2 separate regions of the Pan troglodytes genome follow, and region 2 is linked to region 1. The links are chromatin contacts, called in public Hi-C maps. All regions are on one chromosome and are shown on one strand. The core of a region is the stretch at or near the end of the contact, and the rest is flanking DNA. Distances in the headings are between cores, read along the strand shown.

Region 1 (7,025 bases), core at 1,272-3,771:
TTTTTCTACCCTCTTGCTGGAGCCTAGTTCAGAGATTTTATTTTGCCGAATGTTGACAAAACACCCTAAATTCTGGGCTCACAGTTGTCAAGGCAGCATGAAAAATTTCAGCCCTCAATAGATTCAAACACAGACCTGTTGCAAAACCAGATAGAAATGAGGAAAACTGTCAAGAAGAGTCCAGAAAAGAAATACGGGTCAGTGACAAGGTTTCCTCAGTTTATAAAACAAAGAAAATTCATCAGAACTCTCCACATCAGCCCAATACCAAACCAGATTAAAGTGCTGTCTCATGTTCTAATCTTCTGAGGCCTGAAACAAAAAGTGAAGTTGATTGTGTTGATTTGCATGGCTCCCCTGAACTAGTAATCTTTCAACATCAGAGCGGAGCAGGTGACTGACCAACGGACTTGTAGATGGCTTTGGGGATTAGTTTGCGCCCTCATAATTTGAGAACGTGAGTCCTGTGGGAACGGATGTGGCCACTGGGGATATAGCTGGCGGCAAGCTCTGTGAGGATCGGGATGGTTCTTACATTTTTTGTCCAGCTGTAAAATGGGAAGGAGGCTTTTTTCTGACTTATCCCCTAGCGTCAAGTTCCCATTCCCACGCAAATGGCAGCTCTTTCTATACTTATTTGGGAGTGAAATGGATGGAAGAAGGGATGGAATGGAGAGGATCCCTTTCCTTTTTGAACTTGGGAGTTTATAGGTAAGTGGGCAAAAATGAGCCTACGGAAGAGACTAACTTCGGTCCGGATCAGCAGCATTTGCTCTTCTGGGAACCTCAGCTGTGGGCAGCAGAGAACTGAGGGCGTGTTCGGTAGCTGCGTGTAAAGGGAGGCACTGTGCTTAATGAGGTCTGCAAGCCTCGTGCTTTTCATTTGACCCAGGTTTTTCTCCCTTGGATTAACCTCTCTGTGTGTTGTTGGGAAGTACTGTTCATCTGGTTGTAGCTCAGAATTTTGTACCTGGCCCAGAGGAGATTCCTGGGAGTGGAATCTAGGTCCCCACCCAATTCTGATTGTGAGTAATGGATGCCGTTTGGATGGGAACTGTAGAGGATTTATCTTTAACGCCAGAGGGCTGGAGGTCACAGCTGAAGCAGGTTGATTAAAATCAGTTACTCAGGGGATTTGACTACACAACCCAAAACACAAGCTGGAGGAATCCAGCTTCTTCTCAGAACTGCCCCCAAATACTGAGGAAAGGTAGATTCGAGGTCTGCAATCCTCTCCTTGCCTCTGAACTCAGAGCTGTCATTGTCTCAAACACGCACTTGACACTAAACATACATTTTTCTCTGACATATTTGTATTGTTTTTTAAACTGTATGACAAATAGTTGTGCTGAGTGAGTTCCGGGCACCTAGCAGGCAGGCAGTAAATATTTGCTGTACATCGAAAGAATGCCGTTGGCTTGGCTGTCAGTATGGCTCCGATTCAGAACCATCCCATTGCTGGGTTCTTGAAGCTGGGAGGATTGCACGTTGAAGGGCTGGTCAAGCCCTGCCTGACCAGAAAGGTCTCTGTGAATACTTTGGTCATAGAGACCAGAAAGGTCTCTGTGAATACTGGAACATTCTCAGACATGCCGAGCAAAAGCTACCATCGCAGGCAAGAGGGACGGTGGGGGGAAGTGCAGCTGGGAGTTTTCCTAGAGACGTGGTTCCTTTGTTCTGGTAGATTTCAGCCAGAAAGAACAGCAAATTTTTACTGTCTGCAAACCACTAAGGAGCTACTCCCCTCCCCCTTTACCTCCTTCCTTCCCAACCTGGGAATTCATTTGCTGCTTCTCTCTCCTCCTCCTCTGCCCTCGGGCAGTCCCCAGGGACAAAGCTCTTTGTTGTGAACACTCCGAGACAATACGGGATTGCACAGTCCCCAGGGCACAATCGGGGCTGTCCTCCATGGAGAGTGATCGCCCCGGCAGAGACCCCCACCTGTTGATCTCCCCCTTCCTGGGGCGAGTGACAACCTGCATTGTGCTGGGGACGCACGCGTTTCCACAGCAGGCTCAGCAGATGGTGCTGGTGAGCAAAGCCATTCCCGTCCCTCTCGCGCCCCTCCCCACCGCCAGAGCCTCGCTGGTCTAAAGCAAAAACAGATGTTTTCATCATTTCTGGATCTGGCATGTGACTCGCAGTTCAGCAATGCGCCGACATAACCCAGAGTTGTACGTCCCCATCATCCCCCGCAAAATAAAAATCCTGAACTTAAACGAGCCTTCCTCCTAGGCGAGCCACTGACACATGATCTGTGTAATCCACCCGGCACATGTTTAATCGGACTCCAACTGCAACTGCCTTTGTAGCCAGCCCCGGCTCTATAATTGGGAAGTTGTCTTTTTTTTCAGCGAAGACACGGGACAGCCAGACTAGCTATCTTTACACCAAGGGCTGGGAAGAGGCGCTAGCCTTTTAAAATAGCCCTGGTCTGGCTGGCTGGCGAACCTGTCTGCGTGGGAGCCGGTGAGCGGGGCCAGAACAAAACAGGAAGGCCGCGGCGGCGCACCCTGTTCCCGGCGCCCTCGGCAGGTGGCAGCATTGGCCCGAGCTGGCCTCTGCCGCTGGCCAGCCCCAAAGCAGGGCCCTTTTACTTTCGGTGGCCTCAAAATTATTAGTTCCAGATGAGTTCTTGCAATTGTAATATTTGGTTTAACCCAATCTGCCCGACTGCGTCAGCGCACGTTCAAATACAGCCGTCTGAAGTCTAACCAGACATCAGAGGCATGTTTCGGGGGTGTCAACATTCCTTACCCTTTGAAAGAATTAAAGCAAAACAAAACAAAACAAAAAAAGGAGGCTGATTTATCCCAAAACGAAAGAAGGGTGAACAGGCGTGGGGCTAGGGTGCCTGAGAGGGAGCGAGCAGTGGACATTCAGGGAAGGCGTAACAATGGAACTTTGTCCAGGAGGCCCGCTAGAGTGGAACTGGATTTATTTGTTGAACTAGGAAGGGACCTCTAGGTTCTTTGAAGGTTAGAGCAAATAAGCAAAACTGGCGTGCATTTGGTTTACCAACAGCAGAGTCCTTCAAGTCACGTAGGCTGCTATTGTCAGACACAAAACGCGTTGTTTCTGGGGCTGGGCCTCTGCTTAACACTTGGCTTGGTGTCCCAGGAAGGGGGCAGTGGAGGAGGGGGCTCCCCATCTTAGCACACAGCTTTTAGGGGCACTCTGAATGTCTGCCAAGGATGTAGACTGGGTTTCCTGAGGACAGCAGCCTAGGCCGCAGAGGACTCGTTTAGAAGGCAGGAGCCCTCCTGCAGGCCCTCTGGCGAGTGGACTGGCTGGAGTCGTCAAGTGTCTTGTAAACGGCCCTGCTGTGGTTTTACTGCAACACCGTGGAGCTGGACACGGGGGAGACTAGGGACCCATCCCGGTGGTCTCAGGGTATTACAGATGCATGAGCTGAGGCTAAAAGACTCCCTCTGACCCCCAGGGCAGAGCAGCAAAATGTACAAAGGGAGCCCAGAAATCCTGCTCCAACCACCAGCCAGGAAAGGGTGTCTCTTCCCTTAGCAGAGATGGAATAACCTGGCCTTGAAAAGACAGCCTCTGTCAAGCAGTCTCCCACACCCCTTCCCCCTGCCTGCACCTCACTTTTAAATCTGTGCTCAAATTCTTCAGTAAGATTCCTGCTAGTCGACTACAGGGAGCCTGACCGTTTCCCTGCAGGTCTCTGTCTCAACATGGTACTGATCAAAAGCTGGCACCAGTCTGGCAGATGCTTTAAGTCCTGCATGTCGGGAGCTAGTGGCTGGTGCTGGCATCAGCCAGCCAGGCAGACAGAGTGGCCATCTTGTTAGATGTGGTTGGGGCCTCGCTCGTCACTTACCTGCTGCAGGGGCCACCCCACTGTGTGGAGGAGGCATAGGAAAGATGGTGGGACCTGCACTCATCTGGTCCAATACCTCCAGAGTGTTTAGGGACCCAGACTTCCTGCTATCCTCCTTTCAGTCTGAAAACTACATGTGTCCCTGCAGATTGTTGGGAAAGTGCTGATTGTCTTGGCGGGAGCCTCACCCTGATCCTAGAGGGGACTTGGCCTTGGAGGGAAATAGGCAAATTAGGCATTCAGGTGAGTACAATGGTTCGAGGCCTGTGTGCGTAGAATGGCTAAGGAATTCCAGTATTCCTTTCCATTGCTTCATTTACTTTATTCCCTTCTGAGAATCAGTTTTTGGACATGCTATAATCCAGAAATTCTCAGTCTTGCGTACTTAAGAATTGCCTGGACCCTACCCCCAGAGCTGCTGAAATCACAATGAAAAGGGGTTGGGGATAGGGGTCATGATTTTACTCTCTGCCCAGGTGGTTGTAATGTACAGCTAGAAGCTAAAAAACAAAATTTAAAAATCACTGCATTTCTAACCCAAATTCCCTTGATTTACAGATGAGGTTCCTAAGAGTTAAGCGGCTCAGCCAAGGTCACACAAATTCAAGTCCAAGTATGGAATTTCTGTATAAGACCTCCTTGCTCCTCAGCAATGATTGAGGCTTTTCCTCAATCTTTGAACCCATTAATGACTGAGCCAGTCACTTCTTTTCCCTGTTTAATGAAACCCTCTATCAGCCACAACCTGTGTTGCTGTTGCCTATAAGAAATTCCTCTTACAGTCGGCTCTCTGTATCCATGGGTCCTTCATCCATGGATTCAATTGGCCTCAGATACAAAATATTAAAAAAATATATATGTATGTATGTATATACGGATGGCTGTGTCTGTACTGAACATGTAGACTTTGTTTCTTGTCATTATTCTCTAAACAATACAGTATATCAACTATTCACATAGCATTTACATTGTATTAGGTATTATAAGTAATCTAGAGATGATTTCAAGTATGTAGAAGGATGTGTGTAGGTTTTATGTAAATCCTACACCATTTCATCTAAAGAGACTTTAGCATCCATGAATTTTGGTATCTGTGAGGGTCCTGGAACCAATTCCCCACAAATACCGAGAGAGAACAGTACTTACTGGGGAATTTTCAACTTTGTAGCTTTAAATAAAGGCTTATACTGAGACCTTTAGAAATGAAAATCTAACCCCCGCCAACCCTGATGTCCCTTATTTATCACTTATGTTCCCAAAAGGGATTCATACCTGCAGATGGCCATCATGGTGATAACTGCTTTGCAATGATTTGTTTTTAGAGATGAGGCTCCTGGGCCCTAGAAAAGTTTAGTGCCGTGTTTGGGCCAAAGTAGATGGCAGAGGCAAAATGAACATGGAGGCACCCACTTCCCAGCCCTTGGTGACATCACTGCTTTAATCTCACCTCTCTTCCCCTGGGGCTGCTCAAGGTGCTGTTTTCTTGTTAGTCATCACCTGCTGGAGGTAACAAACACCCTCAGAAATACGTCTGTTCTCTGTGGGCAAGGAAGCAGTCACTGGCTTAACCCTATGCTTCTGAGAATTGGTTTGACTTGAATATTTTGAGATCTTTGATGCTCGAAGGTTGAGGAAGTTACCATATTACCATAACTCATTGGGAACAAGAGAGAAAAAGAGCCCAGACATTGTGGTCACCAGGTAAAGTGGAAATGAAGCTGGACAGGGAGTCAGGCAACGGTGTCCTGTGTGACCTTGGACAAGCCATTGTATCACTATGGGCCCAAGTTTTTTCCTCTGGAAAAAAGCCAGGAAGTTGGACATGATCTCTGAGGTCTCTCCCAGCTCTGACATTCCATGGGACAACGAGTTCCTCATCTCTGGGATCTTCCTTTTGTCGGTCAGATGTGAGGCTCTGGATTCTCTTCTCTCTCTAAGTCAATTACTCTTGAGGCATTTCCCCAGTGACCTTAGGACTAACTCATGATTTTTAAACATGGAGGTCAGAACATGAGCAGCCACACAAAAACAATGACTTGGTTCCCTACCCAGTGCCTGGTGACTTCACAAAGGACACTTAATGTAAGTCCCTTCTCTAGAATTCTTTCTTTTCTTAGAGGAACTGCCCAGGGATCTTGCATCACTGGGGCTTGTTTGTCCATCCACCCATTTATTCCATCTTATAAACATTTGTTAAGTACCAACTCTGCTTAAAAAAAAGGATGGGGAAGAATGTTTATTTCTAGGAATGACTCTTCTAGATTAAGAGGCTACAGAGGCATTATAACTAAATACAGTATGTGACCTTGATTGGATCCTAGATCCAAGAAGAAGAAAAAAGCCAGAGAAGACATTTTTGAGAGACCTGTGGAAATCTGAATATAGATCTCGTAATGGGATTATTGACACATTTTTTAGATTTGATAATAGCATTGTGGTTTTACATGAGACATTTTACATGCTGAAGTACTTAAGGATCAGTGTCATGATGTTTGCAACGTTCCTTCAAATGATTCAGAAAAAAAAAGCAAATGTACCAGATGCTGATGATTGATGAATCAAGGATGGGGAGTATCAAGTGCTCATTGACTAACTCAACTTTTCTGGAGATGAGTTTTCGAAATAAAAAGTCATGACCAAAAGGGAGTGCCCCTGTCCACAGGGGGCTTCCATTTCCCATTTATTTACCCTTTGCTGCTTATCAAAGGCAAACAGACATGTGAATCACTATATTTAATCCAAGGCAGAATAGAATACATGGCCAGAGGAGGTGTAAGTGGTAGATCTTGGAAGACCAAAATGGAGAGTTGTTCATTTTTCCTAGGGCTTTGATGGGGGTAAGGGAAGGCTTCTTAATGGGGCAGTATTTGAATTAGGTATAGAAAGGTGTGTACAGTTTCAACAGGAAAAGGGCAAGGTTGTGTGTGTGGGGGGGGTGATTTTAGGCTGAGGGGACAATGGAAGCAAAGTTACAGAGCCTGAAGTTGTTTAGGGCACAGAGATTACTCTATGTGACTGGAAGGTAGTAGGTATGGGGAGGGATGTAACGGGGTATAAATATTGCTTGGTGTCTGACAATGGGTGCCTCAAAAGCTATACAAGCAATTAAAACTCTGACCTCAAGAAGAGATAAACCAAACATGTATTTCATGCTGCACCCACAAGTAGCTGCAGTATAACCATCAAC
Region 2 (7,025 bases), core at 2,240-4,739, 67 kb after region 1:
GTTAAGGCCATGATTCTCAAACTTTGCTATGCATTTGGGTCCCTTGAAGTACTTATTTAAAATACTGAACCAGAACTACTAAGTTTCTGGGGTTGGGGCCTGGGCAACTGTATTTTTGACTAGATGAGTCTAATGCACAACATAGTTTGAGAAAAACAAGATGAAGCCATTATATCTACAGACGTCCCCTATTACATTCCTAGTCTTCTCTCAGGGAGGTTGCCCTGGTTCTCCAATGACAGCATCTACCTCCTCATTCTACTAAAACTGCTCTTGTCAATATCGTCAGTGAGCTCTATGTTGTCAACTCTAATGGGTTCGTTTTAGTCCTCATATTATAGATCCTCTCAGCAACATTTGATGCCATTTACTTCTCCTCCTCTGAATCCATGAGATGTCAGTCTCTCCTTGTTTCCCTCCTTACCTCATCGACTGCTCCTACTCCTTCTTCCTTGCTGGTTTCTCCTCCTCCATTCAACTGCAAATAAGGAAGTTTCCCAGGACTTGTAGTCGGGCCTTGCTCTTCCTTGTATATTCTCTTCATAGACTTAAATATCTAGTGGCCAGCAATTTCTAAATTTTTACAGCCTACCTAGTCTTCTCCTCTGAGCACTAGATTTATGCAGTCAACCACCTACTTGATAGACTGACTTGGATATCTCATGATTACCTTAAACTCACCACATTAGAAGTGATCTCTAAACCCTTCTGCATCCCCACATCATTCTCAAATCTAAGTTTCTCAGGGAATGGTATCACCATATACCCAATTATTCAAACTAGAACCCAGCAGTTATGTGGGATTACTACTTCTGCCTCTTCACCTGCATCCACTTCATCAGCAAGTCATGGCAATGACCTCCCCATGACCACCATTCAGCAAGCCACCGTCCTCTTTCCCAGAATCCTTCCTGGTAACTGCTTCATCTCTTACACCCCTTACATCATTCTTAAAGAAGCCAGAACATCCCTTTAAATAACTCAAAACACAAACGAGATCACTAATATCCCCCCTTAAGCTGTTCAGTGGCTTCCTACTACATTTAGAATAAAATTGAGTTTTTACCTGGGTCTGTAAGACACCCACTCTTTTCTTCCTCATCTTGGTCTATAAGGCTCTTTATCTCGCTACTTTGCTCACTAGGTTCTAGTCACACTGGTCTTCTTCAACTTCTCAAATACTCCCAGTTATTTTCCTCCTCAGGGCCTTTGCATATGCTGTTCCTTCTGCCTGGATTGATCTTCACCTCCATGACTATTTCTCATCCCTCAGATCTTAGTTTAAATCTTGCCTTCCATGACCACTCTCCCTAAGTAGGTATTCTCTGTTATTCTCCATTAATTCTTCATAGTGCTTTGAATTTTGTAATTATTCATTCATTTGTTTATTGCCTATCTCCCACTCTAGAATACAAGCTCCATGAATTCAGAGACTAGGTGTATATACCGAATTTCTGAAATAGTGTCTGGCCTATGTTACTTGTTCAATAAAAATCTGCTAAATAAAATGATAAAAAAAGATGTTAAATGAAAATATAGCAGAATATTTTAATTTTCTGGAAGTTTGGGAAAGTTTTTCTAACCATGGCATGAAACTTAAAAACCATAAATGTAAAGATTGACAAATCTGACTGTATTAAGTACTGAATATTTCTATAACAATTGAAAAACTGTAAATGAACTGGAAAAAATCTTGCAAAATATTAAAGGGAATTTCTTCAAATTAATAAGAAAAGAAAAGCAGACCAATAGAAAAAATAGACACGGTAACTTATAGAATCAAATTGACAAATGGCCACTAAAAATTTTATAAGAAATATGCTCAGCTTCATTCTTTATAAATATCAGTTTTTCATTCTGTTGAATTTGCAGTACCCAGGTCAGGTGTGTATGGAAACAGTTAACTTTCATACACTAATGTCATACACTAACAGTTAACTTCTCTATGTGTCTTATAATTTAGTGTCACATTTTTATTGAATGATTTGGCCATGCCTATTGAAATTTAAAATGTGTCTTCGCTTTAACTGAACACTGTTTTGAATGAGCAATTTTAGAAATTCCTCCTAAAATAATACTTTCACAGTGTGCGACATATGTTGAAATCTGTTTAGTTTGACGTTGTATAAACAAAAACTGGAAACTATCTGATTATTCAACAATGTAATGGTATATCCATACAAAGAAATATAATGCAGCTCTTAAAAAGAACAATGCTACAGATTTATATATTCTGTTTCAGAAAGACATCTTTGATATATGGTGAAAATTAATGGTATGTGTAGTAATTTCCTATTTTTTTAAATAAAAATGCATATATTGATAAATTGCATAAATATGTTCAGATATGCGTGGAAAAATAAAGAAATGACTGAAATTCTTAACCATGGCTATTTAGGAAATTTGAGTTTGGAGACTTTCCATTTTATACTATATACGTATGTATCTCATATTTCTGTATTGTTTGAATTTTTTTTTACCCACAGCATATACTGTTCTGTAATTAAACAGAGGGCGGGGTGTGTGTGGTGGGGGGGGGGGGAGAGAGAGAGAGAGAAAGAAAGAGAGAGAGAGAGTGCGCAATGTGCAGAAGACAAACGATTACTGTTTCATGCATTTTGTCATCAGCGTGGTCAGAGCTGCCCCACTAGGCCTCCTGGAAGGTCAGACACTCGGCCAAGGGTTGACGGGTTCCAGCCCTTCCCCTCTCCTTCTTTACCTCAAGAAAGAGAGGCACTTACTTTAGCATCACATGATTTTACAGGGATCAAATGAAAAAAGGTTGCGAGAAGCCTTTATCAACTATAAAGCTCTTTCAAATACAAGCGGTTATAATCATAACCAAAGTGCACTTCCCATCCCAGGCAGGACTGGCTGGTTACTGCAGAAAACCCTCCCAGTGAGCGCTCGGTGCCAGCAACCTGCAGTCCCCTTTATCCCAAATAGCGCTGGCCCCACTGTCCCCCTCCCACCACCCCCTGCTTCTCGGAGGGAGTCCAGCCGGCCTCCTGCCTCCTCACTTCATCCCGGCCCTGACGCAGCCGCTTCCCAGCAGAGCTTGGCTGTTCCTTGAACTTTCAGTGTTGGTTCGATTTCCTCCAGTGGTACCACATGCTGCTGTGCAAACAGAGCACGTGGTCCCGCCAAACAAAGGAACATGTGTGCTGCAAACCATCCCCCTATCACGGGAGCGCAGAGCTCCGCCAGGAGAGGGCCGGGCCTGCGCACTCTAATTTTTCACTGCAGTTTAAACACTCCGTGAGGCTCTCAGGAAGCGGCGGGGGTGGGGGGCGGCCGGAGAGAAGGGGCCCGCGTCTCCGCCGCTTCCATCACCGCCCTGGAAATAGCATCTGAACGCGCACGGCCCGACCAGGCTTCCCCCAAGCTGCTAAGATTTCATTTCACCTCCGACAGGCTTCATGGGGACTCGCTGTTAAAAGATCACTCTCCCGGGATGCTGTCGTGGGGGAGGGGGCCCGGCACTGTATACAGCTGTCAAAACGTCTCCGACAGGAGACGAAGGCACATCTGCACAAGCCTGTCTCAGGCTGCGGGGCACACAGGGAGCGCCTCAAACCTATCAGTGTAATGCCGAGCGGTAATTGCATTAGGATTAGTTATCTCCTGTGCTCTGCTCATTAGCCCGGAGGATGGCTCGCATCCAGCGAGAGGGTGGCACAGGGAGAGGGATGGGATATGCGCCTAACAGGTCGTGATAATGAAAGACTAGCTCTCCTGGAGTTTGCTTCCCCCTCCACCCTCCCCACCCGGCCCCCTACTCTCCGCCCCCCTCTTCCTCTAAACCTCATTTCCTGACTTTTTTTCCTGAAGGTCTTATGAAATGTGCAATTTAGGAAGATTACAATGAAAGAAAAAGAATCGAGACTGGTTGAAGGTGGGGGAGGGATGCTGCAGAGAGCGCGAGGAGGGGTTGCCTGAGTCAAGCGAAGGGAAGGAGGAGGCTGGGACTCTCTGATGCCAAAGCGGGGGCCACAAGAATGCCTGGGTTCTTTTTCTGCCGGAGCTCGTTCCTGACATGTTTTAACTTCCTTCCCTGTGTAATGCCTAAGACCAGGGTGAGATGGAGAGATGACGATTTCCAGGGGATTTGGAGCCGGGGGAGACGCACCTTAGATTGTGTGAACTCTGAGGGCCGCGCCCACTCCGGGTTGAGCTGGTTGAGCTAAGCTGACTCCCTGCTCAGCATTCCCACAGCTTTTCCATTACAGAAGCGCCAGAGAGGAGATGTTTGTCTCATGGCTGGTCCGCAGGGAACAGGGACCCAGTCATTTTATTCTTCAGTGCCCCAGCACACTGTCTGGCATACACAAAGTGCTCAAAAAAAGCATGATGAGTAACAGTTTTATTTTTATTTTCACTTTAGAGACAGGATCTCGCTCTGTCTCCTAGGCTGGAGTGCAGGAGCAGGTCTATAGCTCATTGTAACCTTGACTTCCTTGGCCTTCCAAAGTGCTGGGATTACAGGCATGAGCCACCAAGCCAGGCCTCAATAATTTTAGAAAGTCAGGGAGGACATCATCAGTTTCAAGGGCCACCACATACAAAACACGATTTTCAGGCAGACCAACCGATGTACTGGCAATGTGAACAACGTCAGATAATCCAGCTTCTCTAAACTTGTTTTCCTCCTTTGTAAAACAGGAGTAATAATTTACCTCATAATAAATGCTTATTTATATGTCTGTAAATCACCACAAAGTCCACTGAACACATAGTAGGTGCTCAATAGACATTAGTTCCTCCCGACATCTTGCTTTATTCATCCCTAAAATGGGGATTAAAAAAAAAACTCTTTGATGTCTCAGGAGGAGGTAATTAATGTTCTCTTAACCCATCTGAACGGGCCAATAGAGTACAAAGTTGTTTTATAATTAAGAAATGTATCAAACCCCGTGCAGGACTAATTGCTGTGCAAATTTGATTGAGGCCTGTGAGGACAAGATTGCCTTTAATGGGTTGCAGCGTAGGGGACTATTTAATATTCTTCAGGGAAGTTTCAATACCCAAGTCTCAGCATTGGAGATTGCCTCACCAACCATTAGGAACACCACTCAATGGTTTGGAGTGAATACACCAGGGCTTTGCTTAAATAATTATTTTGAAACTGGAAGGTTTATTGAGGGTTCAGGGTTCAGATTTAGAAATGTCAGAAATAGAGTTTTATTTGTTTCCATTGCACATAATGAATTGCCCTTTAAATAATGAAGCGATGAAAATGCCAAGCACCACATACTCTAAAGGATTGCCAAATGTTGAATTAGGCCCCTGTGAGACTCAAGTCTTCAAAGCCACATGCATCACAGAACTGGGGCATTGGAAGTTTTCATAGAAATCATTGATCCAGACTGTGTTCAGTGACGGCCACACCCCTCACCAAGTCCACAATCTAAACTTTTCAACTTCTTCTTTAGTTTTTTTGGAATACCCTGGGGATCCCTTATTACCAGGCATCTGGAACAATATTTTGGGGAGGTGGCAACTGAGAGAAGCTCCCAGAACAGCCCGTTTGGATTCTATTTACTTGTATGGAACAAAAATGTTCTCCCTTTGTCAGTAAGGTTGTGTATGCGTATTCGACTTGGGGCCAAGCGGGAATGAGTGATGTGACTAGCTCGTTTCCATGCCATCTGAGGCCACTGGTTATGCTTCTCACAGGTCAATACTAAAGGAAGTGTAAAGGACTGGAGTGTCTTAGCTGTAGGGTCAAATCTTTTCCTACCATCCATCGAGCCTCAGAACACCAGTCATTTTTTTCTTCTTATACCTGATTCTATCTTTGTCTCCTCTCCATCCTCTGCAGATAAGATTTTCCTCTCTATTTCCCAGGTTAATTCATCCACATTTGCCCTTGACTTCATTGCCCTCTGCCTCCATCTGGGGTTTTGCTCCTTAATTATCATTTTTTCCTCATAAGTGTATTTTATATCTCCTTGTTTAGTGGAGCTTTACTTGATTTACTTCTGTCCAATCATAATCCAGTCTTCTTGATATTGAAAATCAATCTTCATTTGAGTTTGCTCTTTTTCTAGTAATTCTTTCCTTTTACTTTCTACCTCATTTGTCTATATCTACTGCCTCTGCTGTGACGTTGCCCATATCTCTTCAGTCCCCTGATATCTGGCTTTTTCTCCTTCAGTCCACTGATAGACAATGTCAGCGGCCCATTCTGATCCCATCTTTATCAATTTCTCCTTAAGTCCTCTGAGGCCTATGCCATGTGGCACTTTCTAAGTCTTTTCCAAATTTCTCTGGCTGTTGCTCATCTGGGTTTCCCAGGCTTCTTTTTCTTGTCCTTCTCCCAAAATATGCACATGCCTCAATAATCAGAGCTGACATTTATTGAGTACTTATTGTGCATTTTAATCCTCCTATCAGCCCTATAAACCAGGTACATTAATCGTTTCATTTTATAGAGGAAGGACCTGAGTCTCAGAGAGCTGGTGGGTGTCAAATCCTGGTCTGCTTTGTCTGACTGTAGAGTTCAAGCACTTAACCATCTGCTCTGTTGCCCAAGGTTTGGTTCTCTGATCTCAATCCCTTGCTCTTTTACTATTGTTGTACAGATCTCACAACACCTGCAAGTCCCACCAGATCTCAAGCCTCAGATGCACTGTACTGACGAGCTGACCACCCTCATTCCAGTTCTCTGTCCTGACTTCCGTCACAGATCCACTATTTTCCCCAGGACCAAGGCCTCACCCTTAGAACTCTCTTCTCTTTTCTTAGCTCACCTTTCTCAGTCCTTCATTCTACTAGACACTAGGTCTTCAGCATATTTCTTTCATAATGTCTCTTGAATATTTTCCAAAATTTTATTCTCACTACTGTCCCCTTAGTTTAGATACTGAAATGGACCCTTGTTGGAACTAATACAATATACTATTATCCTGTTACTCCCTACCCCTGCTGTTGGTTCCCACCTAGTTTACTCTGTTCATCCAGGTCAGAATGATCTGAAAACATTTCTTTCACATTCACATGATTTTACTCTAGGAACTTTAATG

The links. Hi-C and Micro-C count contacts between places; a contact is called where the count stands out from the background.
Region 2: a Hi-C map of stem cell-derived neural progenitor cells shows a contact between it and region 1, with 4 times the contacts expected there. The contact joins two enhancer-like sites. A contact is called at or near these places in 2 of 7 Hi-C or Micro-C datasets (blood and stem cell-derived neural progenitor cells).

Annotation. Positions count from the first base shown.
Region 1 is chr9:123,601,935-123,608,959 of NHGRI_mPanTro3-v2.0_pri, forward strand. No RefSeq gene overlaps it. Among named protein-coding and RNA genes, the nearest start is that of SORL1, 210 kb to the left of the region's middle. Within about 2 kb of position 2,522, at least 13 of the 24 cell types and tissues checked have an H3K27ac peak or open chromatin away from gene starts, as enhancers often do. A contact at or near this core is called in stem cell-derived neural progenitor cells, where this site is marked.
Region 2 is chr9:123,667,887-123,674,911 of NHGRI_mPanTro3-v2.0_pri, forward strand. No RefSeq gene overlaps it. Among named protein-coding and RNA genes, the nearest start is that of SORL1, 270 kb to the left of the region's middle. Within about 2 kb of position 3,490, at least 17 of the 24 cell types and tissues checked have an H3K27ac peak or open chromatin away from gene starts, as enhancers often do. A contact at or near this core is called in stem cell-derived neural progenitor cells, where this site is marked.